7 separate regions of the Mus musculus genome follow, and all the other regions are linked to region 1. Evidence: chromatin contacts called from public HiChIP or PLAC-seq and promoter capture Hi-C data. All regions are on one chromosome and are shown on one strand. Each heading gives the region's core, a stretch centred on a gene start, on an enhancer-like site or on the middle of the called end of the contact. The rest is flanking DNA. Distances are from core to core; before and after follow the strand shown.

Region 1 (3,678 bases), core at 588-3,087:
ACAGGAGATGCCCAGGGACCTTCATCCCACTGAGCACTTCCAGGTTATGTAGGAGACAGGAACTTTGCAAAAAGAAGTCCCATTCTCTCTCTCTTTCTCTGTCTCTCTCTCTCTCCTCTCTCTCTTGTTTTATTTATATGTATGTGTGTGTTGGTGTGAGTGTATGATAGAAAGCGGCATCAGGATCCTCTGGAGATAAAGTTACAGGTGGTTGTGAGCATGCACACCCCGTGTGCATGCTGGGAACCTCGGGTCCTCGGGAAGAGCAGCAAGTGCTCTTAACCTCAGCGCCATCTCTCCAGTCTTGAAGCCAGGGTCCTGAGGGTGATCTGCATCATCGTGTGTGAAGACAACGTCGTGCTTTTATGTGTGTTTGTGTAGCTTACTGTATCCAGCCATCTTTAAGTGACAATGTCCGCAAGGGAGGGACTGTATGAGTCAACGCAGATGATTCCACTTTATCTGTGGTCTGACCGGGTCAGCCTTCATTTTTAAGCTACAATTTAGCAGATGTCCAGGATACAAGGCTCTCTGACTCGGAGATAAACAAATAGGGATGAGGTGGAGCATCCGGTAGGTGGGAAAGAGAGGAATAGCTATCTTCCGACCTCACCCTTGGACTCCCTGTATCTCCTCTAGACCCACCCCTGCCCCACCCATTTTCTTTCGACTCCTAGTCTCCAAATACAATCCCTTTCTCCTATAATCCAGTCCCGAAGAGTTGCCTCAGTACTTCCTTTCCCGCCCCTTTAGTCCCATGTGGGATGTAGTATGCTAGGACTTATCAACCCCAATCCTGCAGAGATGGCCCCTTGCCATAGACCGAACTTCCGTCTCAGGCCTGATTCACCCTCAAAAGTCCAACGTGAGATCATCCTGAAAAAGAGTTCTCCCGCTTACGCAGGGAAGCGCAGCTCTGCCCCTCCCTCAGCCCCGCCCCTCCCCAGCCCCGCCCTTAGAGTTCGCCTGCTCCGCCCCACCTGCTTGGCACCACGCTCACCGAAAGATACTTAAACTCCGGAGCCAGGCCTGAATCCCCAGATCCAGCCTCAAGCCCATCACATCCATAATCCACTAAATGCCCTGTCGTTACTGCCTTGTCTCAAGTTCGGCTTTAGTTTACCGTAAATTCCCTAGACCTGGTACCCACACCCGCCCCGTCAGGGTTCTAAAGCTCCGCCCCTTGCCCCGCCCAGACTCAAGCCCCGCCCCGAGACGCTCACCCGCGTTGTAGAAGGAGTCCAGCGCAGCGGTGTCGCCTAGCGCCAGCGTCGCAAAGGGTAGGCTGCGTAGCTGCGGGGGTGGCCGTGTGCCCTGGAGCTGAGCGCAGGCCTCGCGCAGGCATCGCAACGGCAGCGGCTCTGCCTCGGTTCCCGACCCGGGCTCCACCCCGAGCCCCGGCTCCCGGGTCAGCACGTAGACCACACTGAGAGGCCGGCTCCGCGCGCAGCCCCGACCCGTGACCGCAGGAGACGAGCGGCCCCGGCTCAGCGCCTCCGCCAGCGGGTCCTGCCAGCAGCTGCCCGCCCGTTCTAGAACCCCGGCCCCAGGACATGGCCCCGCCATGCGGGGGCGCTCAAGCGCGGGGCCCCGGGCGCGGGGAACCCGGGACAGGGCACGAGGCTGAAGGTGTGGATCCAGTCGGGATCCGGAGATGGGCTGGACGTCCTGTTCCGGAACTCTTAAGTCCAGAAAGACTTCTTTGCTCAATCTTTCACGGTCCTTACAGATCTGCAATCCAGGACTGGGTTCTGGGAATCTGGGGTACCCAGTAATCCTCGGCTCACAGGTCACAGAAGAGTCCTGGGAAGTCAACCGGCAGCGTGCTACACCCAGACTTCTCAAGGGAGCGCTGGCAGTCACTCTGTCCTGCCCTCACATGTAGGCTGGGCCCAGCCCTTTCCCGACTGGGAAAGGCTCCACCCTCGGCCCTGGGGCAATGAGGCTCCCCAGCGGCTCTCCCTCCCTCCTCTCCGGCTAGAACCTCTGACACTGTCCACTTCCGGAACAGCCTGTGCCCCTATTCGGGCCAAACACTGTTGACTGCTTACTGCAAGCGCTCGTAAGACGTGTGCCCAGCCCAGGGATAGGAAACAGGACAGCCCCGCCCTGCAGGGACCTGGTAAATGAATGGACACTGGGCGGGGGAAGGACGGGGGAGCAAAACATTGTGTAGGCGGCACATGTAATGTTCCTGCTGGTAGGGGTCAGAATGTTGACAAGCGCTTTCCTCAGAGCCTCTCTTGCAGTGAAACCTTGTGGACCTTATTGGTCCACCCGAAACTTGACCATGGAGCTGAAAAGCACTTCTACGGTAAACTTCCTATCTACCCTTTGAAGGAACTCCAGAAGTCTCCGCTTTTTGGGTTACAAGGTTATCCCGGCTTCAAATTCACCAAGAAGCTTTAACATCATAGTATGAATCTAAGTTGCTATAAACCTTAGAGGGCCCTGAACTTAGAAATGAGACTTTGAGACTCTGAGGTTAGGGCCATGTTTCATAATCGTTTATTATGGTAGGGCTTGGGCATGAGAGACAGCACAGCTGTAAAGACCACTTGCTGCTCTTTCAGAGGGCCCTGGTTTGGTTCCCAGCACCCACATGGTGGCTCACCATCATCTGTAACTGTAGGCCCAGGGGAGTCCTGGCACTCTCCTGACCTGCATAGGCGCCCAGCACATACATGGTGCACATATATAATTACAGGCAAAAGATGCACATGAAATAAAACTAAAACTTTATAAAAATAATATGTTGGGGCTTTGGACAAATGGACCTTTCAACAAACGGTAGGAAGCCTCTGTTTCACAGCCTTCTTGTCTCATGGAAGGAAAAAAATATATCTTCCTAGGTTTGAACCAATGGGATAGACGAGCAATAGAAAGGGAGAATGTGGCCCATTACAGAGGTTTGGGTAGAAAACACACTTACAAGAAACAAATGGGAACCAAGTGGTGGTGGCACATGTCTTTAAGCCCAGCACTCAGGAGGCAGAGGCAGGTGAATCTCTGAGTTCAAGGCCAACCTGGTCTACAGAGTTTCCAGGACAGCCAGGGCTGCTGAGTGAAACCCTGTCTCATAAAATCAACCAACCAACCAAACAGCAAACAAAGAGTGAGAGAAAGCTGTCCTCAGATGCATCCACTTTGGGCTTGGGGGCCCAGGAGGATTGCGAGTGGGTGGTTGAATCTCTCACCTCACTGCCCCCTAGCATTTCTTGCATCCTTCTAGGATCTGAAGCCCGGAGAAGTCCTACCCATTCGTCTTCCTGATTAGAAGTTCTTCCTTGAATGGAACTGAAGCTTGTGTCCCTGCCCTGTTTTCTATAGGTTTTCTCCTGAGTAAGAAAAGATTTGTAAAGTGTTACAAAGTGGCCCTGCAAGCAGAGGCAGTTGGCAGTGAGGTGGCCAAGGGATGGAAGCTGTAAGGAGTGACGATACCGACAATCGAGTGCTCTAGCAAAGCATTATGTGTAATCCCACAGTAGGGGTGACCCATGCCTTTTTCTGAGGTCCAGTCAATGCCATACATGTGGGCAGTGGTCTCAGATGCAGCATAATGCCCCTTGAGATTGGTTCAGTTGCAGGATCCGTACAACCCAGCACCAGGGACAGTTACTGCACAGTTGTCCCATCTTGAATAAGGCTCTGCACCATCAGTGGTAGAAGTCTTTCCAC
Region 2 (3,678 bases), core at 586-3,085, 440 kb after region 1:
GGGTTCCCTGGAGCCATGAGAACTTCTGTTTTTCTACTTACACATTTTTTTTTTCAGCCACAAGGAAGTCAGTTTCCATTTCATCTTATTTCCGAAAACAGAAGACAAGGCATTAGGAGAAACTGCATTCCGTTTTTAAGCTAGGCTCTCATGACGACCATGTTCTTTGTAACCCAGGGATGACTTGAATCCTGAGCCTCTCAAGTGCTGGGATCACAGCCTGTGCCACGGCACCATTTTTACTTACCTATATCAGAGGACTTGAGTGTCCTAGAGAGATCGGTAGCCATCTCTGCATCACTAGAGGTGTCCAGACAGAGGTGTATCTGGGGATAGACAAGGCATGTCTTCTTCCTCAGACCCAAAGGGTAAGGGTGTGTATGTCCTAAGAGACCCCAACTACACTAGGGAGCTGTGTACCTTGTTTGAACTTGGAGTACTGTGGAAGAGGCATCTGGGGGCACATCTCAGCTGGGGAAGTGGGATCGTTTTTATCTGTTCAACATCTTCATGGTCTGAGGTAGTTAAATGGTACATGCCTGTTATTCCAGAACCTGGCAGGAGGAGGCATCAAGAGCATCAGGAGTCTAAGGAAGCCATTCTCAGCTACACAGTGGATTATGTGAAATCCTGCCTCAAAAACCCAAAACAAGGCAGAGGATGCAGCTCACTTAGTAGAGTGTTTGCTTTGAATCCATGAAGCCCTAGGTTTAGTCCTCAGCATCTAATAAAGTGTGTGTGACCACACTCATTTTAGATGGTGGAAGAAGGAAGATCAGAAGTTCAAGGTCATCTTCAGCTACACAGTAATTTAAGTACAATTTGTGCTAAGGGATACTCTCTCTGTCTGTCTCTGTCTCGGGTCTGTCTCTATGTCTCTGTGTCTGTGTCTGTGTCTCTGTGTCTCTGTGTCTTTGTCTCTCTGTGTCTCTGTCTCTCTCTCTGTCTCTCTCTCTCTCTCACACACACACACACACATACATACACACACACACACACACACACACACACACACACACACACACACACCAGACCTCTGGGTATCAAATTATCAAGTCTTGCCAGGTGTAACTGCACACGCCTTTAATCCCAGCACTCAGGAGGCAGAGGCAGGCGGATTTCTGACTTCGAGGCCAGCCTGGTCTACAAAGTGAGTTCCAGGACAGCCAGGGCTATACAGAGAAACCCTGTCTCAAAAAAAAAAAAAAAAAAAATTATCAAGTCTTGATGTTAGATCTGTTCGATGGAGCCAAGTAAAGAAAGGTGTGGGAATTGTCCTGGTTGTTCTTTGGTCAATTTGACCCAAGTTAGAATTATCTGGGAACCTCTGTTGAGAAATGCCTCCATCAGACTGCTTGTAGGCAAGCCTGTAGTGCATTTTCTCCACTTATGATTGGTGTGGGTGGGCCCAGCCCATAGGGTGTAGGTAGTGCCAACCCTGGGCAGGTGGTCCTGAGTTGTGTAAGAAAGCAAACTGAGCAAACCAGTAAGCTGTGTTTCTTTATGGCTTGTACCAGTCCCAGTCCCTTTATCTCTCTCTATCTGTCCGGAGTTTCTGTTCTGACTAACCTCTGTGATCCCAGAGTTGTAAGATAATAAACCCTTCCCTCCCCAAGTTGCTTTTGGTCATGGTGTTTTATCACATTAGAAACCTTAAGAAAAGATTCAATTTTAGAGATGAAGAGACAGGTCAGGGGAAATAAAGTCCCCATTCAAGAGTTCGGGGCGCTTCAGAGAACCCTGTAGGGCTCCCGACCTGAGGGGCGTGGCCTCGGTGGGCGTGGCTTCCGGACTGTCCTCTGCAAGCTGCCGATCAGTCTGAGCAAATCTAGTCGGAACGCGACCATGGAGCCGGTGCCGCTGCAGGACTTTGTGAGCGGCCTGGACCCCACCTCCCTTCCGCGCGTGCTGCGGGTCTGCTCCGGAGTCTACTTTGAGGGTGAGCGGGCTCTGGGTGGAAGGAGCTAGGTATGATGGGTCATGCCTGTAATGCCAACACTGGGGAGCTGTGGCGGGAGGATGAGTTCGAAGCTAGCCTGTTCTATAAAGTGATTGCAGGTCAGTTTGGGCTACAGAGTTAGACCCTGAGGGATCTGGGGTTGAGTTCAGACGCTGCTGTCCGAAGTTTTATGAATCCGCACCAAAAGGCGCCACCTCCCTGCTCTTCAGCTTTTGTCCCATGGGTGATGAGAAGTCCTGAGTTTAACTCAGGCTTTTTCTCAACTGAGGCTCCTCGGTAATGCTAACAGAAATTGTGTGGCAGCTAGGCAGGAGCGATCTGAACAGCCTAGGAAATCCTGTCTCAAGCAACAAGAACAATTATAACAATAAATGGACAAATAAGTGGGGATAACTCGTCCATCGTTTCAGACAGGCACTAGGGTGCTCACTGTCGTTATTGGGGTTGTTCTGAGAGGACCTTGTTTTGTAGCCCAGGCTGGCCTTAAGTTTGCAGCGATCCGTCTGCCTCTGCCTGAATTTGCCATGCCTGGTTCACTGTTCATTTTTCTTTCTTGCTCCCTCCCTCCGTTCTCTTTTATTATCTTCTTTCCCTTTCTGCAAGGATCCAACCCAGGACCCTGAGCTCTCACCACTAAGATATATTCCAGTTCGTTATTTTAGCACCAGATCAGCCCTCCCGCTGAACTCTCTGCTCCTTGCCTCTGAGTCTCTCTGTTCCTCTGCTGGATTCTCAGATGGAGTGGTCCTCCTACCAGGGGGATCCTTCCCCGCTTTTTGCCTGTACATTTGCTCCTTGCCCATGGCTTTCCGCAACCCATAGCAGAGAAGAGATGGCCATATCAGGACACAGCCACCAGTTACTGGCCAAATAACATGTGACCAGGGACTGACCACTTGGGTAAGGGAGGGAAGAAAAGGGACCGACCGGGCTGCTCTGTGGAGGGCAGAGGCGAGAGTGGAGGGAGATGCTGAGATTCAGGGCTCCTCCCTCAGACAGCAAGCTGTCTCATGGATGCCTGCTTCATTCTACTCCCTGGAGTGAGCGAGCCAGGCTCTGCCACAGCAGCTGCCAGCAAAGTGTTCTGATGGCCAAGCGGGTTATAGACTGACCTAGGAGGATCACACAAGGGCCACCACAGTGAGTCTCTCTGGTCCATCGGAATCTGATGGGTCCCTGAAGTGGGACTCTGGGAGCCTGGTCATTCTTTTCTCCAGCTCAGAACATCCTCCCAGCGTCTCTTGCTTACCTGTGTCACAATACCCGAGTTTCCTCATCTGCTATGACCTGGGGTGATGGGAAGTGGAAGGACTTGGGGTGACGTGAGGACAGACGGATGTCACAGAGTGTCGGTATGCAAATGAGGTGAACGGGAAGGTAGATGACCCTATGGGGCAAGGTGTGGTAGAATTCCTGACCACATGGGATTCCAGTTTTGGAGGTTGATACCCCATGTTCTGCCTCCAGCCACCCTCACCTCCCCCTCCTCCCACCCCCACATTACCTGCCCTGCTGCAGATGGGACCTGGGCCATCTTACATCCTAGACTACTAACACTCTAGCTAGTTCTTAGCTAAGATCCTTAGCATTTTTCTTTCTTTCCGTTTAAGACAAATTCTTCTTGTGTAGTTCAGACTTCTCCAGAGTAAGAGTTCTGTGGTTACAGATATGTACCACCACAGCTGGTCTTCCGAGCCTTTGTTTACATTGATTGACTG
Region 3 (3,678 bases), core at 636-3,135, 400 kb after region 1:
CTGCACAGTTCAAATCAATCTCATCATATTCCTATTAGGATGGCCCATTAAGCAATACTTAGAGCATTCCATTGCTTTCTAAATTCTAAGTCCCAAAATCCACATTCTTCCAGACAAAAACATGGTCAGGCCTATCACAGCACTACTCCACTACCAGTACCAACTTCTGTCATAGTTAACCTTTTACTGCTGTGAACAGACATCATGACCAAGGCAACTCTTTTTTTTTTTTTTTTTTAAGATTTATTTATTGTTATATGTAAGTAAACTGTAGCTGTCTTCATACACACCAGAAGAGGGCATCAGATCTCATTACGGATGGTTGTGAGCCACCATGTGGTTGCTGGGATTTGAACTCAGGACCTTCGGAAGAGCAGTCGGTGCTCTTAACTGCTGAGCCATCTCGCCAGCCCGACAAAGGCAACTCTTATGCTGAAAACATTTAATTGGAGCTGGTTTATAGGTTCATAGGTTCAGTCCATTATCATCAAGGCTGGAGCATGGCAGCATCCAGGCAGGCATCGTGCAGGAGGAGCTGAGAGTTCTACATTTTCACCTGAAGGCTGTTAGTGGAAGACTGACTTCCAGGTAGCCAGGATACAGGACTTAAAGCCCAAGCCTACAATGATACACTTATTTCAACAAGTCCAAACCTCCAAATAGTGCCACTCCCTGGACCAAGCATATTCAAACCATGACATGTTCTATTGCTGTTGCTTACTGAAACCTGGAGAATTTATTATTATTATTATTATTAATTTTACTGTCTAGCAGGGCATAGTGTTGACTACCTTTAACCCTGTATCTCAGGAAGCAAAGGCAGATGGAATTTCAGATATGTGCTGCCACACCCTCCAACCATTTGTTTCTTTTAAAAACTGTGAAGTCATCATCCCATCTTTCTGCAAAAGTGAAAAAAGGACCATCCACTGCATACGAAGGAATGGTATGTTGTCAGAAACATATGGGACTAGTAGAGCCTGGCTTTTGGCTTTACATAGACTCAGGTTCGAATACCACTCCTTGTAAGGTGAGGCTAGAGCCTCTCTTCTGGAATCAATCTGTCTTGAGTTTTGGGAATACCAAGTGAACTGATCCATATGAAATACATACTTCCCCATAAGCACTCAATAGACAAAACCATTACAACCAGCAAGCTAATGGCTTAGAGGAAGATGGTAACCCTAATGCTTCCTATGTCACTATGACCCACAGAGAAAAATCCTAAGGGGCCATGAATTAAACATTTTTGAGAATTGGTTAAGTTACTAAAAATTGGAGGCTTTTTTTCCTTTTGAGTCTGTGCCTTGCAGCAGTTTGTCCAAAGTTTTCAAAAACAGACTACATGATTTCTGACACAGTCGCCTAATCTATAGATTCTCCCAGATCTAAGAAAATTACTGGTTTTGGGGAATTGAATCAGTGGCCTCATTCGCGCCTGCTGAACACACTACCACTGAGCCGTACACATCAGACTTGGGATCAGAAAGGACAAATGAGTAAGGATTCTGTTTTCAGATGCAGTGTTTCGAAGGAAGGCTGGAAAAAGGGGGAAAAAAAAAGCCATCACTTCTTATCTCTAGCCATCACCTGCTTATCGCTAGATGAAGCCCGAGGGGGTGGGTAGCTGGGAGTTAATGCAGATTGCAGAGCTCTAGGGTTTCTGGCGGAAAACGCAGCGCGAAAGCCGCATCAAGGTACAAACCACTCCTGACCCCGTGACCAAGGAGACACCCGCCCCCAGCCTCTCCAGCAAACACTGCAGACTTCAAACCCAGCCCCTGATGCCCTCCGCCAGAGGCGCTCCCAGGAGAGCGTCCTTGCGTTGCGCGTGCGCACGCACGCGCTGCGCACAGGCTGCTGGGATGCCGCCTCTTCCCTCCCGAGCTCTTAGTTTCCCGGCGTGCTTCAGACCCGCCAAATGGGAGGGGGAGACGCAAGATGGCGGCAGCCGTGAACTCCGGCTCCAGCCTCCCGCTGTTCGACTGCCCGACTTGGTGAGTAATGAGGTTTCTGGGACTGGAGCGGCTTGGCGTGAGTTAACCCGGACAGAAAGGAGAAGGTTGTATTTTTTTTTCCTCTTCCTTTTTTTTTTTTTTTTTTTTTTTGCGATGAAACGAACGTCTCAGAAAGATCCTGGAATGATTGAGGGAAAACTGTCCGCTGTGAGGGGCCGGGCGACGTGTGGAGGATCCTGGAGCTGGGGCCCAGGCTCTGCGGAAACCCGAGTTTTGGGGGCTCGAAGGTATTCAGTTTATACAGCGCTTGGGAGGTCAGCCGCTCACCGGGGTGCTTCAGGCCTTGGCCCCTAACTTGCCCTAACTCATCACTGAGTGCCCGATGCTCTCGGGGAGCATCAAACCTTCCCCGGGTGCTGAAGGTCTGGAGCGCGCACGAGCTGGCTTCCCTACCTCAGTCCAACCTGATGCTGCATCCCTCCGTGGCTGCTGCACCCTCCAAGCGGACTAGGTGCTCCTTGCGGGCAGGGATGGCGCGGGACTGTTCCCCCTTGTTCTCTGACCAGACCAGCACGAAACCCGGTACAAAAGACAGCAGAAGTTGTTAGCATACAGCATTTTCATCCCCTGGGAAGTTCAGAGAAGTAGTAGGATGGTTTCCGCGTTGAGTGGGGTGCAAGATGAATGAATAGGAACTGCTTTGCACGAGGATGCATCGGGGTTAGAGCCCTTTCTGCTGTTGCGGCTCTTCCTGGTTATTAACGTGTTACCTCTCGGGCTTCTGTTACATTGAGATCTTCAAGGGCAAAAACCCTTGCATCATGCTCAGCTCCTAGGCCTGAGTCAATCACATGGTAGGATATTCAGACAAAATATTTTGGCTTTAATGTTCATTTTAATCTGTATCTCGAAGCAAATGGGCTTTTGTTCGATGCACTGTCCTTTTAGCCACTGCCATGAGAGATTGGAGCGGAGCTGTGAGATGTCTGTGTTGAATCTTCAATGAGATAGACTCGATATCGTTTCTTCTGTGCAAATGTAAGGGCCCTGGAAGGTTCAAAAGAACAAGCCCAGGAAGCGAATGAATGCTTGGCTGTTTCCTGGATTTCTTTATTCTTTTAACATATCCATGTGCTTCAGCCTACAAATTCTTTATCCACACTGGTCCCTGGCTGCACTTATTTCAAATTTGGGCCAGCCAAATATAAAGAGACTCTTTCTTTGAGATCACCTGTCATTACCTCAGGGTCTGGTGTATACCAGGAACTGTGTCAGGTGATTTGACATTTGAGCATCCATCCCCTTGAATGATGAAGCGAGGTATAGAAAACAGTCTGATGACTTAGATTTTTTTTCACAAACACCTGTTCAGGGTGCCCCCACACCTCCCTCCCTTTGGAGCTTGGTTTCGTGGGCGTGGTTTTGATTTGCTCTAGTTCCCTAATTACAGATCTCTGATTTGGTACCAAGAGTTCATCTGGGTAATGTTTTTTTGTTTATTTTGTGATGAGAATGATATTGATCAGCCCCCAAACAAACAATTTTTGTTATTTGGTTATTTTAACATATATTTGTTTTAAGGCAAGATCTCTATATGTGATTCTAGATGATCTAGAACTCACCTGTTATACAAACTAGGATGGCCTTGAAGTTGCAATGGTCCCTCTGGTGGGAATTCACATGTGTATTTCTGTACCCAGCAAAACAACTGGTTTATTCT
Region 4 (3,678 bases), core at 848-3,347, 360 kb before region 1:
GTCTAGAACTGAGCTGCAGCTGTAAACCCCCACCAGCTTCCTGGCTTAAGAGGCACGAGGAGAACACGCCCTTCGTAGGCTTAGAAGAAGTTTCAAGTTTGCCAAGCCCCACCGTCCAGACTCCTAGTGTCCTGGGGTTTCCAAGTTGCCCCCAGGACTTGGGGAAGCCCAGGCCAGGCTGAGAGCCAAGGAAGGCCCTTCAAGGCTGAGGAGAATTCTCCCAACGGAAAGGGAGGAGACAATGCTTACTGTGCCAAACAGTTTGTCAGTCTGGAGAGGAAAGAGTTTGGACTGAGGACCCCGACTCTTCTGTGGACACCCGGCTGGGCCACGGGGTGCGGAGAGTTTAGGATCTTTCCTCATCCCATAGAACCCAGCTCAAACCCCAAAACAGGGAGGGGGTTGCTGAGGATATATTCAGTCGGTAGAGTTCTTGGAAACCCTGGGTATAACCCCGGCACCGCTGCTAAAGCAAACATGGTGGCAGTCCATATATAGACCAGACTGGGCTAGAACTCAGAGAGATACTTGCTTCTGCCTGTTAAGTGTTAGGATTACAGATGTGCACCTGTCTATACAGGACTGGGGAGCAAACTCCATACACACTAGCAGGGACTCTACCAACCAAGACACACTCCCAGCCTCTGCTTTTCCCCAGGGTGGGGGTAACATGTTTCCCTTGTGGCAAAGCCAGTCACCAACTGGCATGTCCCCTGTGTGAGTTTAAATGCTCAGACTCTAGCCGTACACTACCGTGGTCTTCCCTAACTTGATGTTTTACTGTAGTTCTGTGCCTGTGCCATGAGTTAGGCAAAGCACGCAAGATCTCAGGACAGAAATCCCATCTGCTTCCTGGGAGAACCTGTAAAATTAGCCAGGACCCTGAAGTCTCTCAAGAGCCCCTACTCCGTGGCCCAAGCACATTCCAGCCTGTTCAGGGTTCTGGCCTACAACACCTCTCCCGGAGGCAAGGCGAGTGCTCAGACACTGTGAGGAGACAGGCAAGGTTGTGCAATAGTCCTGCTTCAAGGGTTAGACTGGCTGGGTCCTAGGAAGAAACTTCTTTAGAAGGAACCACGGAGTCCCATCTAAACTTGAAGAATGTGGTGGGGCACATAAGCAGGAACACACCCTCAGTGCCCATTCTTATCATGGGCCTTGAAAATAGGGCCCAACCAATCAGGGATGGAAGATTGGGAACAAAGTGATCTCCATCTCCAAGGAGACTTCTCTCAGGGGTCAGAGGCAGAGTCTTGAAGGGACTTGAGAACCTCTGGGAGCCAAGTGAGGGATCATACTGGGCTGGAATCACACACTGCGCCATAAAACAAAATGGAATGTGCCATTCCCAGCTCCTTTCCCTCAGCCCTGTCTTCCTCCCCAGGTTGATAGCGTCCCCCCTGGGGGACCAAACTGGACTGAGCACCCAGGTGGCCTGCTTCCCAGCCTCTGACAGAGGTAATCTGAGTCAGGCAGGGGAGTGGGACAGTCAAAGAGTTAGGCCCCCACCCTCTGGGAACCCTGCCGATACATGACGACAGGCAGCTTGGAAGGGACGGGTGACCCGATGTGGAGAACCAGAGAGTAAAGTCTCAGACAAGTGTCAACAGGCCACCAACTTGAAAGGGAAAATTGTGCTGTAAGGGGGAAGGTGTCCAACAAACATATTGGGTGACTAATTACAAAGGCTGGGCTGGAGCGTCAGAGGCCGCTCGTTAAACACTTCATTAAGTGGCACCCTGAGATGCCACCTGCGCATCTGGGGTGTTCATAGGGCATCTTGAGGGAGAACAAGGACCAAGGGATGGAGCTATCTTCAGGCCGGCTCAGCTAATGGCCCCCAAAGAGAGCCAAGAGGAAGAGGGGACACGGAGGGGGAGGGGTTTAAGGGAGCTGGCAGCTTGTGACCTCAAACTGGTTTGGTTCACCCCTGAGACTTGATAGTTCTACCTCTACAGTCCTACAGAGCCAATTCGGGGGTTGGGGGTAGTTGCATCAGATCATGGATGCGCAAGTTTGGGGGAAACTGTACAGCCCTACCTATACATGAGTTCTCACCTGAACTGTCCCAGCTCCCTGGGCTCTGCCTGGGCTAAAGCAGCTCGGTGGCTGAAGCCTGGAAGATCACCCTGAAAGACAATCTGATTTGGTAATCCAAGACGCTCCTGCAATGCAGCCAGCCCTGAACTGCAGGGGGCAGTCTGGAGCCGAAAGGTGCCTTTGCAGGTGGGACCTGCGGCCAGGTTTCTCCTGCTGACTGTCCTGGTGACTCACAGCCCCCTCCCGTCCCAGCCCTTTTACCTTAAAGGTAGAGCCGGAAAGGGTGTGGCGAAGACTAGGAGGAGGCAGGGCCCAGGCCCGCTCAGACCACGCCCAACTCTTCTCAGGGCCATGCCACCCCAGCCAAAAGGCAGAGCCAGAGCAAGGGAGCCGCAGAACCCAGCGTTACTCTCGAGACAGCCAGTTCGCCCGTCTGTCTGTCCATCCTCGCAGTCATGGAGAGAGCCAGTCTGATCCAGAAGGCCAAGTTGGCTGAACAGGCCGAACGGTATGAAGACATGGCAGCTTTCATGAAGAGCGCCGTGGAAAAGGGCGAGGAGCTCTCCTGCGAGGAGCGAAACCTGCTTTCCGTAGCTTACAAGAACGTGGTGGGCGGCCAGAGAGCGGCCTGGAGGGTCCTGTCCAGCATCGAGCAGAAGAGCAACGAGGAGGGGTCAGAAGAGAAGGGCCCCGAGGTGAAAGAGTACCGGGAGAAGGTAGAGACCGAGCTCAGAGGTGTGTGCGACACCGTACTCGGCCTGCTGGACTCGCACCTCATCAAAGGGGCTGGAGATGCAGAGAGCCGCGTCTTCTACCTGAAGATGAAGGGTGACTACTACCGCTACCTAGCCGAGGTGGCCACTGGCGATGACAAGAAGCGCATCATCGATTCTGCCCGGTCAGCCTACCAGGAGGCCATGGACATCAGCAAGAAGGAGATGCCGCCTACCAACCCCATCCGCCTGGGCCTGGCCCTGAACTTTTCAGTCTTCCACTACGAGATAGCCAACAGCCCCGAGGAGGCCATCTCGCTGGCCAAGACCACCTTCGACGAGGCCATGGCCGACCTGCACACCCTCAGTGAGGACTCCTACAAGGACAGCACCCTCATCATGCAGCTCCTGAGAGACAACCTGACGCTGTGGACAGCCGACAGTGCTGGGGAAGAGGGTGGTGAGGCTCCGGAGGAGCCCCAGAGCTGAAGCAGCCGACAACCACCCCGGCTCGCCTTGCCCTCCAGTCCCCAGCCTGCAGAGAGGACTAAAACGGAGTGGGACTCTGCCCTTCCCAAACCCTGAATGTTCAGCCACACCTTGGAAGGCTCCTTTGAAGGGGGCGCAGCCAAGCTGAAGCCACCAGGGCAGGGAATCTCACTCTTCGTGTAGCTGTCTGGTGGGTGTTCCCAACCCATCCCACCCCTGCTCTCTGCACCCCCTCCCCACTTCCTCCCCCTGAGCCTCCCTCGGGCACCTGTTGCTTCTGGATCCGAATAATCCAGGAGGCTCCCCACCCTGTGGCTGAGAACTGGACTGTGGCAAGGGCTGTGTGTGTGAGAGAGAGGGAAACTCTGTGTGTGTGTGTGTGAGAGAGAGAGAGAGAGTGAATGAGAGGGAACACGTTTGCTGGGTGTGACCATGC
Region 5 (3,678 bases), core at 705-3,204, 360 kb after region 1:
CTAAATTGAGGCAGTGTTGATGATCTTAACACCCACTTCCCCCAAAGAGCTTGGCTTCCAGTATTCCAGTAGTGAGAACAGATAGGGTTTGATGTAGGCCCTTCCAAGGAGAATGGTGCCCCAATTTCCCCTAGGGTTTCCCCAAAGACAGCACCTGGAAGAGGCTTTTCTATCAGCAGGGGAGGACAGCATCGATTTTTTTTTTTAATTTTTAAATTTTATTTATTTAATGTATATATGAGTACACTGTAGCTATCTTCAGACACACCAGAAGAGAGCATCAGCTCTCATTATAGATGGTTGTGAGCCACCATGTGGTTGCTGGGAATTGAACTCAGAACGTATCGAAGAGCAGTCAGTGCTCTTAACCAGCACCAACAGCATCAATTTTACCACAGAGAACTTCCAACTCAGCAGCCTCTTTCTCCTGAGTTCTTCAAATGATTGGTAAGGCTTCGGTGAGAATGGTTTGTGGTGCTGGTTCATGGTGTAGCTTATACCATATGACCAGTGGCCAAACCCAAGATCTGCCCTAAAGCAGGTATTTGGGGGTTTGCAGTGGCAGTCTGCTTCCACCTGAGTGTCCCTGATCTCTCTGATGGGAGAATATACCTCTTCATCAATTACCTGGTACTTGAGTTTTTCATCCTTGAAAAGGCATAGTTTGGGGCTGGAGAAATGACTCTGCAGTTAAGAACACTGGCTGCTCTTCCAGAGGACACAGGTTCAATTCCCAGCATTCACATGGCAGCTCACAGCTCTCTGTAACTCCAGGTCCAGGGGCTCTGTCACCCTCACAGGTACAGGCAAAAGACCAATGAGCATAAAAATAAATAATTAAAAGAGAAAGCAAAGGAGCAGTTTATGCTGTCTATCTGGAGTTTTACCATAAACATGGCTTATATGTCCACTCCATGGCCCAGCCCTCTAGTGAATATATGTCCTTGTTTCTGGTCTGTCTTGAGATACTGGTGGGTGAATTGCTGGCCGAAGAATGTGAATATCATATTCGAGCCCTGGGGGTCAAGGATGAATTTTTTTCTTAGAATTTTCCCCATAATCTTTTGAATCAGAAACCCTCTTCTTCCCTTTCACAGGATGGGAGTCAGGCAGTCATCTGTTACAGGAGGAGAGGCTCTGATGTAGTAGGAGAGGTTGGAGAAGGGTGCCCAGTTTTCGTAGGTGTGGTGCACATTGTAAGTTGGTGGGCTGTCAATCAAATGCCATCTGGCTGGCAACATATCTCATGACTGAATTCCGCAGGAAGGGAATGGTTTTTATTTGTTTGGAGTGTGAGTGGGTTTTCCGAGACAGGGTTTCTCTATGTAACCTTGGCTGTCCTGGAACTCACCCTGTATACCAGCCTGACCTCAAAGGAAGGAAATGTTAATCAACAATGTCCCAGAATCCCTTGAAGTGGGTAAGCACGGGGCACACCGTATTGGCGGATGGTTTCAGTAGTAACTTTATTCTTGCTAGAAATTTAGGTGTTGAACAGTTTTCACCATCGAATCCTGTCGGGTACAACTGCACGTGTACTGGTCCCATTCCATGCTCATGCATTCACCTCGATTTTGACATGGGTTGGAAAAGCAAGAACTTGCTGGGTGCCTGAACAACAGTGCCGCGCGGAGCAGCAGGATGCGGGAGCGGCAGGATGCGGGAGCAGCAGGATGCGGATGAGCGTGTTGGCGGCCGGAAGGTCGTGGAATGCGGGGCGCGCCGTCTGTAGACGACAGGCTGAAGAAGTCCGGTCCTGTACTGGCTTCACAGCTGGAGGAGTCGGGTCTTGCGAGAACGCTCACCGCCAGCAGTTCGAAAACTCTCAAGAGACGACCCACCGCCAATTCCAGCCGCACACGCGCACTGCAGGATGGGGCGGAGCGCGCGCATGCGCACCGCGATGGGCGGGGGGTCAGTGCGCACGCAGTCGCGGTCCCTTCCCCGCCCTTTCTCTTCCCGGTTTTCCTCTCAGCTGCTGGGCCCGGTCAGTGGCAGCTTCCGGTAGGAGCGCCGCGAAGCGCGACCCGGTCTCTGCTCACTGTCATGTCCTACGGTCCCTTAGACATGTATCGGAACCCCGGGCCGTCGGGGCCTCAGCCCCGGGACTTCAACAGCATCATCCAGACATGCAGTGGCAACATCCAGCGGATCAGCCAAGCCAGTGAGCGAGGGGACCCAGCCGGGAGCTGGGGGCGGCCTGAGGGACAGACGGTGGTGAAGCTGCCAAGTCGGGGAGCCCGGTCTGGGTCGCAGCTCAGGCCACACCTTGAGGCCGTCGCGAGCCTCCACTCTGGGCGCGGCGAGCTGCCTTTCCCTGGGTCGGCCAGGCTCGGGCCCTTTAGGTCCACACCCCTGTCTTAGGCGGTTAGAGTTCACGGTGTTGGGGGTCAACAGAGCCGACAGCCCCGATGGTGGGAGGGAGTGTGTGTCATCTCCAGGACTGTGAGCAGCAGTCTTGACTTGGCGCAGTGGTCAGCCGAGTTTTTCCTGTCGTCGCCGTCCCCCTCTCCCCACCCACCTTGTTTTCCTCAGTTCCGATCAGGGGGTGCTTACTTGGTTGCGACTTTAGGTTCACATTCAGCTCAGCGGTTGGGTCCTCAGACATCAGCAACTTTCAATTAAGGGAAGTGGAGAATGCGTGCGTTCGAGTGACTTAATACACTGTGTTTCCTGTAATTAACCTGGACGTCAGTCAGTGCCTGGCATTTAAGGGACGGGAGGACTGCTGCTTTATGGCACAGAATGCACCGGGAACATTTTAGGTTAGGTTGTCTTTGTAGCGAACGTTTTTCCCATTTCAAGCATGAAGATGTCCTCTTCTGCCTCCGTTGAGAGCTACTCTTGGCCACAATTACACACCAAGTAAGAGATGGCAGGGTTGGGCCAAGTCAGTTTGTAACTGCTTACCTTAAAACTCCCTTCTGTAGCTAGAGTCAAGTACAGGCTGTTTTTGAGTTTCAGAATCATCCCAGAGCCCTGTAAACAGAACAACAGAAGCAATTTTACTTTAAAAATGGTGACAACCATCTGTGTTGTTTATTATTCTGTTTTTTTTTTTTTTTTTTTTTTTTGTGAGCTTAGCTATACTGTTAATAAGTAGAGTCAGTTCTGAATTGCAGTTATGTCCTAAGCTTTAAAGCATAAGCTACCACTGTGCTTTTATTTTCTTTTTGAGACAGTTTTTTTGTAGCTCTGACTATCCTGGAACTCACTCTGTGTACCAGGCTGGCTTCAAAATTAGAGATCCACCTGCCTCTGCCTCCCAAGTGCTGGGATTAACAATGTACGCCACCACACCCAGCTTGTCACTTTGCTTTTATATCTAAATGTATACTGTAGGATTTGAGAGGTAGAAAGTTTCAGGCAGGAAGGGTTAGGCCTGGGTGTATGGAGGTAGTACGAATACTCAGCTTGTTAACCCAGATATGAAAAACACAATAATAATTGATGACTAGACAGTATGGTACTTTGTGTCCCAGTTTCCTTTTGTTAAGGAGCTATAATACAGGATAAATCAGAAAATTCTTTTCAAGGGGCTGGCAAGATGGTTCAGGTAAAGTGCTTGCTGTGCAGGCCTGACCATCTGATTTGAGCCCCAGAACCCAGATGAACGTGGAAGGAGCAAATTAACTCCACAGAGCTGTACTCTGACCTCCACACTCAGCCACACTCGTT
Region 6 (3,678 bases), core at 381-2,880, 280 kb before region 1:
GCTCTAGCCAGAGCTCTTCCACGTTATTCAGTCCTTACAACTGCCACGTGAATTATTTACTGTCACTGTACAGTTCAGGAATCGGAAGCTCAGAGAACAGAGAGGAGAGATCAAGTAAGTCAGCAGGCTGGGAAGGAACAAGATTTGCTGCGGGGCAGGCCAGGCTCTTCACCCCAGGTACTCTGCTCTTGGTGGCTCCCTCAGGTAATTTCAGAACTAGAAAGGCTGAGCCAGGCAGATTCTTTGAGTTCAAGATCAGCCTGGGCTACCCAAGAGAGAGACCCTGTCTGAAACTTAAACAACCAAGCAGTCAGCCTTCCTGTTTGTGGTATGAATAGTGCCTTGCATGAGCGTCCCTTCAAACCATCCATCTACACCTTCCTTTTCCCACGATTGTCCCTGGTCCATCCCTCCTGACAACCCAGTGACACTGCTCACTTAATTTAGTGGGACCAATTTTTGCCTCAATTTTGGCCTGGGACAAGAGTCTTGGACCCAGCTTCCTCATCTTTAAATAGGTTCATCTTAGAGTAGTGAGGTGGCCCACGTCTGTAATTCCAGCACAAGACACGATGAGATGATGAGGACTTCAGAGTCATCCTTGGCTGAATATTGGGCCTAGCCTGGGCCATATGAGACCCTATCTCAAAAAGCAAAACAAAATATATATTAAATTAACTTAAATATAAGTAAATAATAAACCAATGTGACGTAAAATAAAAATGGAAAACCTCATCTCTCAAAAGAGGAGAGATTAATGTCCTTCTAACCCTCTACGGAGGTATGGGGGTTGGGGGTGGAGCTCCGTGTTTAGCAAAAGCCTGGGAAGACACACTCTTGGCATTCTCTAACTTGGCAGCGTTCGAAGGCATCGCAAGGATGCCTCAAGGTCTGATGGCCCCAGGATTCTCTGATTTCTCACTGCCTTCGCCTTTCCGACAGTCCCCACAAAACACAGAGACAGACGGACAGACAGACAGACTCGGGGGCTCTCCATGGGCCCTCCTCCCTGTGTCCCCAGGACGAGCCGGCTGCAGCAGCCTCTGTCCAGGCAAACGTATGGTCAGCGAGCCGCGCTCAGCTCTGCTCAGCTCGGGCGCAGGGTACTGTGCACCCCCCTGGCACAGCCCCAGCCACTGTCTCATCTGCAAGCAGGAGCCGCGCGCGTCCAGGCGGCAGGGCTCGCGTTGCCGTCGGGGCGCGCACCGCCTCGCTTGCCACCAGCGCCGTGGCCCGCGACTCCCGACGCTGTTCCACGCACGGTGCTGGGTCCTAGCACCCCAGGGGCCTCTCGGCCCGCCCAGCCCAGCCCAGCCCTGCGCCCGTTCGGGCCGCTCCGGCCGGGCCCCGCGCACCCCGGAAGTGGACGTCGGGGCCCGAGGAGCAGGGCCCGCGCCCCGCCGCCGTCCAGGCGCGGCCTCCAGGGTCACCCACCCGGGGCTGCACCGCCCCGCGCCCCCGCGGACCCGCGCCGGCCTTACCTGCCCAGCCAGGTGAGCCGCCTCCGCTCGGCCCTTCCCCCGCCCCCCTCGGCACTCACCTGGGTCGCAGGTAAGCGTCTCGCGGGAGCGCGGCACGGGGCGCCGCTGGGGACACACTTCCTGCCTCCGCCGAGCGCCGCCGCGCACCTGGCCGAGGCCCCGCCCAGCTCCGGCCCAGCCAGGAGAGTGAGGCCCTGAGAGGGGCCATCATCGGGCAACAGTGCTTAGGTCCCCTCTCTGCTCTATAGTCCAGTGTCCTGGAAGTATCGGAGAGCCCATGGGGCGCCTACCGGGCCGCAAAGCTCCTACTTAAAGGGCATGCATGCCTCCTGGGAAGCCGTCCGGGCCCCTGAGTCCCTAGCTCTGTCATGTGGAACAGTTCTCTGGACTCTTTATTATAGTTCCCAGCAGACTGTTGCTTTCCTGTCTTTTGTCTCCTCCTTTTAGCCTCTGACCTTGAGGGTAAGGTCTGGTCTTGTTTCCCTAGTACAGCGCCTGGCACATACCAACTGCTTAGTAAATATTCTTCACTGTTTGAATAGCTAGGCAATGATCTCTTGTCTATCTATCTGTCTGTCTACATATTCACTTATTTAGGTTTCTCTTTTTTTACATTAAATGTTTTTATATGTATGAATGTCTTGCCTGCTTGTACATCCATGCACCACTTGCGTGCCTTGTGCCCACAGGTAAGGGAGCAGAGGAGGGCATGGGATGCCCTGGAACTGGAGTTACAGAGGGTTGTGAGCTGTTATGTGAGCACTTGAGAGTCGAACTGGGGACCTTGGAACTTTGAAGAGCAGCCAGTGCTCTCTGAGGCAGAACTCTCTCTTCAGCTCCTCTTACCTAGGTCTTCCAATACAAGATCCTGGGAAGACCAGCCATATCCTGTCCTGCTTCGAGTCAAGATCAGCCTAGATCAGGTATGTTCCCAGGGGTGCAGCCGTAGATTGTTCAAGTTTTCTGAGACAAAGTCTCATGTACCCCAGGCTGGCCTCTAGCTCCCTATGTAGCCAAGGCTGCCCTTGAAGACTTGCTCCTCTTATCTATGGAGTGCTGGGATCACAGGCATGCGCCTCCACAGCCAACATAGTCCCTGATGTCTTTCTTGCTCTTTTTGAACTGTTTGACATGGGAGCAAGTCACTTTCCATTTTCCAGTGTCCCCTCTGTAGATATAGACCTCTCTAGCCAGATGTGGTGGCACATGCCTTTAATCCCAGCTCTTTGGAGGCAGTAAGGTGGACCTCTGTGAGTTCCAGGCCAGCCTGGTCTACAGAGTGAGTTCCAGGATTGGCAGGACTATGTAGAGAGACCCCATCTCAAAAAAACAAACAAACAAACAAAAAAAACCATGAGGGGCATGGTGGCACACACCTTTAATCCCAGCACTTGGGAGGCAGAGGCAGGCAGATTTCTGAGTTTGAGGCCAGCCTGGTCTACAAAGTGAGTTCCAGGACAGCCAGGGATACACAGAGAAACCCTGTCTCAAAAAAAACCAATAAATAAATAAATAAGTAAATAAATAAGTAAACAAACAAACAATTTTAAAAGGTACCTCTGTCAACTGGGGAGGACAAAGAAGGTCACACATGGAAATGACAGGTTTGGGAGAGATCCCTGTGGCAAGTTCCCAGCAAAGGCCCAGTGGCAGAACTTCCCACAGTCTATCACACTTCCTTCTGGGGCAAGGATGGACAAGGGGTACACCATATTCCCCTTTGGAATTCAGAAAATGAGCCACCTTGTGTACAGTGGCACTTCTGCAAACTCTAAGCCTAGCAAGGCCTGTTCTAGGGCACATTCGTGAGACGCTCTTGCAATGCCGTGTACGGGACTGGTAGAGACCCGTTCAGCCAGGTGTGCACACCTTTAATCCTGGCACTCAGGAGGCAGAGACAAATGGATCTCTGTGAGTTCGAGGTCAGGCTGGTCTACAGGATGAGTTCCTGGACAGCCATGGCTACCCAGAGATACCCTGTTTCAAAAACCGAAGGAAAAAAAGAGAGAAAGAAAAGAAACTCTTCAGCAAGGTGTGCTGCCACCGTCTGTCATCCCAGCACTTGGACGGTGGAGGCAGGAAGATCAGGAGTTCAAAGCCATCCTGGGCTATAGGAGACTGAAAAGCCAAACCAACCAACCAACCAACCAACCAAGAACAATTGTTCATGATGGCCTCAAAAAGGAAATACAAACAC
Region 7 (3,678 bases), core at 788-3,287, 270 kb after region 1:
AGCCTGTCAGGGCTGGTTACGTCCCTTGTCACTTCAACCTTAGGTAGCTTCCGAGCAGCCCCCACCCCCCACCCCCAATAACCACACAAAAGCAAGCACCCAGGCGTGAACACATTCACTTCAAGCCCACAGCACACTGGGGAGCACCCTCACACAATCTCACTCACAGCTTCAAGCCTGCTGGGGAGCAGGAGCTGATATAGGCAGGAGCCCCCCTCCACCTCCCCCTCTCTTGGGTCCACACAGCTTGGCTACCCCCTCCACCTTCCCACTACAAATGGAAGGATGCTCATTGCATCCAATTCTAGACTACAAAAGGCTTGCTTGTAGGGTGGCCACCTGGAGAGTGGGGTACAGATGCGAACCCTGCTAACCTTCTTGGAATGGGCCCTAGTAAACGTGACATTTAGTAGATGCCAACTGTGTGCTGGTTCTCAGAGGCCCTGTCAGCGAAGCTTTCTGGTCCTCCATGCTTTGAGAAGGCAAAGAACTGTGTAGAGCCAGCTGGCCTGGATCTGATAGAACTTCATCTGCCTTCTCCTCCATTCTCCCCTCTCCTCCCCGCCCCACCCCTTCCCATTCTATTTCTGTTTCCCCCACCCCACCTGTCTTTCTGCTTATATCGCTCAAGGTGGTCTTGAACTCGTGACAACCTCCCTACCTCTGTTTGCTGGATGCAAGGATTATTATAGGCATGAGCCACTAGGCACAGCTTTGGTATGGGGAGGGCTAGTTTCTTCCCCAAAGTTCCAATGAGAAAAGCAAAAGTCCAGAGAAAGCTAGCTCTCCTTGAGGTCTGCATAGCAATTAAAGGCCCATTCTTGCTAAGAGAACATGTCTCTGAGGCAGGAGACCCCTGAACACCAAGCGGCACCCTCTCACTCCCTCTGTGGTGCAACACACCCGGATCAAGGACCAAAAATGGGGACGAAGGCAGGGACCAAAGTTGGCTGCCAGCCTTGAGCCTGCAGCGGCCCAAAGCCAACTGGCCTCACTGCCCTGTGTTGCCATGGAAACAGCCCCTGCGGGCATTGGCGGTCAAAAGCAGGATTTCCGTCGGGGCTGCCAGCAATTCCCGGATCCCGACAGGGACGCAAACCTTGACCGCCACTGCGGATAGGGAAAAGCACCCAGGGAGGTCTGATGCCCCAGGGTGAGGTCTTCCCCAGGAAACCCAGATCCACGCCTCCAGCTGCTGGAAGGAATCCCCAGGGTGTCTGGAACCCGCTGCCCCACTGATGTAGCTAGAGGGTCTGGGGGGAGTTTGCAGACTCCCCGCTTCCCTCTGAGGAATCCAGATAGCCGGCCTCTGAGACCCCAGAACTGCACTCTGGACTCCGAGTTCTGCAGAAGTCACTCTCCTAGACCCCCTTCTCGGGAACTCGCGACCGATTTCCTCAGTATCCCCTCCCCCTTTCCAGTTTCCCCACCTACTACCCCTCTCTCATACCCCCTCAGCTTCTTTCCTTTTTCTCCTCCTGAAAGCCTCTCAGGGCTCTCCCTAGACGCTTTTGGGGGATCCCACAGTGCCTTCCTGTACTTTCAGCCCTCTCCCCAAATTTTATCAAATTTACAACACAGTTTCCCTCTCTTTCCCCATTTAGACTTTTAGGGGGAATTTTTGGTCTGCCTTCGCCGTACTGCCTCGGCCTTCTCCTAGGTTTTTATCAGCCTTTTCCAGCTTTCCTTAGTTTTCCTTCTTCATTTCCTTTCTGAATGGGATCCCCACCCCCATCTCCCGCTTTCAACTTGCTCAGCTCTCAAAGTTCAGGTTTACCCCCAAATCTTCCCTCCAAGGTGAGGACGGTTAGGGGCGGGGCAACATTTGCCCTACCAGCCCCCACCGGGTTTGGCCGCCTACCTGGTCTCAAGGGAGCCAGCTGCGGGTGACTCGATCTGGGGCGAGCCAACCCTAACTTCCAGCAACCAGGAGAGGCGATGTGGGGGGTAAAGTGAGGTGCTACCCGCCTCTGCCCCTACTACCTACTCTGGGGAGGGAGGAGGAAGCCGTCTCGGACTTCTCTTATTTTGGTGACTGCGGAGGAGGAGGCGGCAGCCAGAGAAGTCGAAGTCACGCCTCAGCCCCTAGACTGCTGCCCAAAGCCAGGAGGGGCCCCCAGATCCAAAGTCCGCTGGCTCCCACTTCCCGCTGTGGATGGGCTCTCCCAGCGCTGTCCCTGCGCCCCAGCTCCTTCCCAAAGGTTCCGGCCAAAGGGACCTGTCCCTTTAGTTACTAGAGTGGGATACCAAGGGGGTGGGGGGTTGGCCATCCCAAAGGCTCCCACTCCCCACTCATCTCCTAGGTAGGAAAACACAGAGCCAGGTCAGGATAACTTGGCCCAAGTTCACATAGCCTGTAGCCTTTACACTACTGTCACTACATTTGCCAGGGATCTTTTGCCTGTCACTTATACCCTGCCGCCTCATCTTTAGGAACTGGGCGGTGGAGATAAGGCCCTTGCCTTTGGGTACCTGTTTTTCACAACAATCAGCTCCCATCAGGCTACTGCCACACACAAGTTTTAGAGAAGCTGAGGAGAATCCTTAATCAATCACAGTGTCTCTAGGAGAGCCCTCCCTATACTCCCCCAGCCCGATACCCACCCTCCCTTTAAAACCAAGAGTTATTACCAGTATTACCTCTCTAAAACCAAGGTGCACTGAGACCCAGGAAATCCCCCTGCCTGGGGAGGGAGAGCTAGGGTTGAATTGGAAATGTTTGTGGGAGGGTGAGGGCTTAAGGCATGGAAGATTCAAGTGGGTGTCCCCGGGGCTATACTGATGATAGGCGATGACGATGCGTGACTGGGTTTAGAATCAACAGCTCGGACACATTATGCAGTCAGGTGTGCTTCTGTGTACAGACAGGGGTGTAGGGGGCTGTGTGTGAGCGCCCTAAAGTACAAGTTCAGGAGGATCATGGTGACACACACGGTGTCAGCAAGTGATGGATGCAGATAGGAATGCTTCTCTCAATGAGCCATGGCAAACACCTTTAACTCCAGCACTTGGGAGGCTGAGGCAAGCAGATCTTTGTTGAGTTTGAGGCCAGCCTGGTCTATGGAGTGAGTTCCAAAACAACCAAGGCTACACAAAGAAACTCTGTCTCAAAAAACCAAATAAAAGTGCTTCTCTCTTAGGAAAATATGAAGTGGGTGTAGGAGGAAGAAAGGAAATGTAGTGGAGGTTCAGGGACTGTGGGAGGGTGGCTTTACCCTGCCTGGATAGCACTGCCACCATTATAGAGCATCCTCTAAGTTGGCCTTGGCCATTGATCCATGTGTGCAATTAACAAATAAATGTATATCGTGGCCAATGGGAGCCCAGCCATAGGGAGCCCAGATACAAAAGGAACAGCCGCACCAGCTGCACTCCCAGCTACTCAAGAGGATGCTTGAGCCCTGTGGATTGGAGGACAGCCAAAGAGGAGTAGTGATTCTCTACCTGAGAGGAGGGAGGAAGGGAAGAGGAGGAGGAGGAGGAGGGGGAGGCAGAGGAAGGCAGGGAGATAGGACAGGAGAAGGCAGAGATTAGAGGAGATGGGAAGAGAAGACAGAAGAGGAGAGAGGAAAAGAGGAAGGAAGAAAAAACAGGAGGGAAAAGAGAGAAGCAAGGGAGAGAGGGAGGGAATAAGGGAGAGACAGAAGGACATACACTGATCTTGGAGGAATTGCTCTG

What was found. Promoter capture Hi-C pulls out the DNA fragments that hold promoters and counts their contacts. HiChIP or PLAC-seq counts read pairs in DNA pulled down with a chosen protein or histone mark. Capture Hi-C pulls out chosen DNA fragments and counts their contacts.
Region 2: a contact with region 1 is called in an H3K4me3 HiChIP or PLAC-seq map of embryonic stem cells, with 4 times the contacts expected there. The contact joins the promoter of Themis2 here to the promoter of Map3k6 in region 1. A contact is called at or near these places in 2 of 39 promoter capture datasets (both in liver), 2 of 115 datasets of contacts at active chromatin or transcription factors (embryonic stem cells and microglia) and 1 of 9 other capture datasets (embryonic stem cells).
Region 3: a contact with region 1 is called in a promoter capture Hi-C map of liver, with 4 times the contacts expected there. The contact joins the promoter of Ppp1r8 here to the promoter of Map3k6 in region 1. A contact is called at or near these places in 5 of 39 promoter capture datasets (the 3T3-L1 cell line, liver, neutrophils and 2 more), 1 of 484 Hi-C or Micro-C datasets (embryonic stem cells), 3 of 115 datasets of contacts at active chromatin or transcription factors (embryonic stem cells and large pre-B cells) and 3 of 9 other capture datasets (embryonic stem cells, macrophages and pancreatic islet).
Region 4: a contact with region 1 is called in a FOXA1 HiChIP or PLAC-seq map of pancreatic cancer cells. The contact joins the promoter of Sfn here to the promoter of Map3k6 in region 1. A contact is called at or near these places in 1 of 115 datasets of contacts at active chromatin or transcription factors (pancreatic cancer cells) and 2 of 9 other capture datasets (adipose tissue and pancreatic islet).
Region 5: a promoter capture Hi-C map of adipose tissue shows a contact between it and region 1. The contact joins the promoter of Stx12 here to the promoter of Map3k6 in region 1. A contact is called at or near these places in 3 of 39 promoter capture datasets (the 3T3-L1 cell line, embryonic stem cells and liver), 2 of 115 datasets of contacts at active chromatin or transcription factors (embryonic stem cells and pancreatic cancer cells) and 2 of 9 other capture datasets (adipose tissue and liver).
Region 6: an H3K4me3 HiChIP or PLAC-seq map of embryonic stem cells shows a contact between it and region 1, with 26 read pairs. The contact joins the promoter of Kdf1 here to the promoter of Map3k6 in region 1. A contact is called at or near these places in 6 of 39 promoter capture datasets (embryonic stem cells, fetal liver, liver and 1 more), 3 of 115 datasets of contacts at active chromatin or transcription factors (embryonic stem cells and pancreatic cancer cells) and 2 of 9 other capture datasets (liver and pancreatic islet).
Region 7: an H3K4me3 HiChIP or PLAC-seq map of embryonic stem cells shows a contact between it and region 1, with 55 read pairs. The contact joins the promoter of Fgr here to the promoter of Map3k6 in region 1. A contact is called at or near these places in 7 of 39 promoter capture datasets (embryonic stem cells, liver, neural stem cells and 2 more), 1 of 484 Hi-C or Micro-C datasets (bone marrow-derived macrophages), 25 of 115 datasets of contacts at active chromatin or transcription factors (the 230-238 cell line, T-cell acute lymphoblastic leukemia, acute myeloid leukemia and 17 more) and 3 of 9 other capture datasets (adipose tissue, liver and pancreatic islet).

What each region holds. Positions count from the first base shown.
Region 1 is chr4:133,238,977-133,242,654 of GRCm38.p6, reverse strand. It overlaps Map3k6 (mitogen-activated protein kinase kinase kinase 6), which reads right to left and starts at 1,837. Exons shown (of 29, transcript NM_016693.5): 1 at 1,224-1,837. The coding sequence starts at 1,566. It also overlaps the pseudogene Fcnc-ps.
Region 2 is chr4:132,794,521-132,798,198 of GRCm38.p6, reverse strand. It overlaps Themis2 (thymocyte selection associated family member 2), which reads left to right and starts at 1,835. Exons shown (of 6, transcript NM_001033308.2): 1 at 1,835-1,939. The coding sequence starts at 1,846.
Region 3 is chr4:132,841,376-132,845,053 of GRCm38.p6, reverse strand. It overlaps Ppp1r8 (protein phosphatase 1, regulatory subunit 8), which reads left to right and starts at 1,885. Exons shown (of 7, transcript NM_146154.3): 1 at 1,885-1,997. The coding sequence starts at 1,942.
Region 4 is chr4:133,600,587-133,604,264 of GRCm38.p6, reverse strand. Sfn (stratifin) reads left to right here and starts at 2,097. Exons shown (of 1, transcript NM_018754.2): 1 at 2,097-3,678. The coding sequence starts at 2,496. The coding sequence ends at 3,242.
Region 5 is chr4:132,882,734-132,886,411 of GRCm38.p6, reverse strand. Stx12 (syntaxin 12) reads left to right here and starts at 1,954. Exons shown (of 9, transcript NM_133887.4): 1 at 1,954-2,164. The coding sequence starts at 2,047. It also overlaps the pseudogene Gm13033.
Region 6 is chr4:133,516,915-133,520,592 of GRCm38.p6, reverse strand. Kdf1 (keratinocyte differentiation factor 1) reads right to left here and starts at 1,630. Exons shown (of 4, transcript NM_133707.2): 1 at 1,541-1,630. It overlaps Gm42323 (predicted gene, 42323), which reads left to right and starts at 735. Exons shown (of 3, transcript NM_001378703.1): 1 at 735-1,493; 2 at 2,332-2,404. The coding sequence starts at 784.
Region 7 is chr4:132,972,454-132,976,131 of GRCm38.p6, reverse strand. Fgr (FGR proto-oncogene, Src family tyrosine kinase) reads right to left here and starts at 2,037. Exons shown (of 13, transcript NM_010208.4): 1 at 1,862-2,037.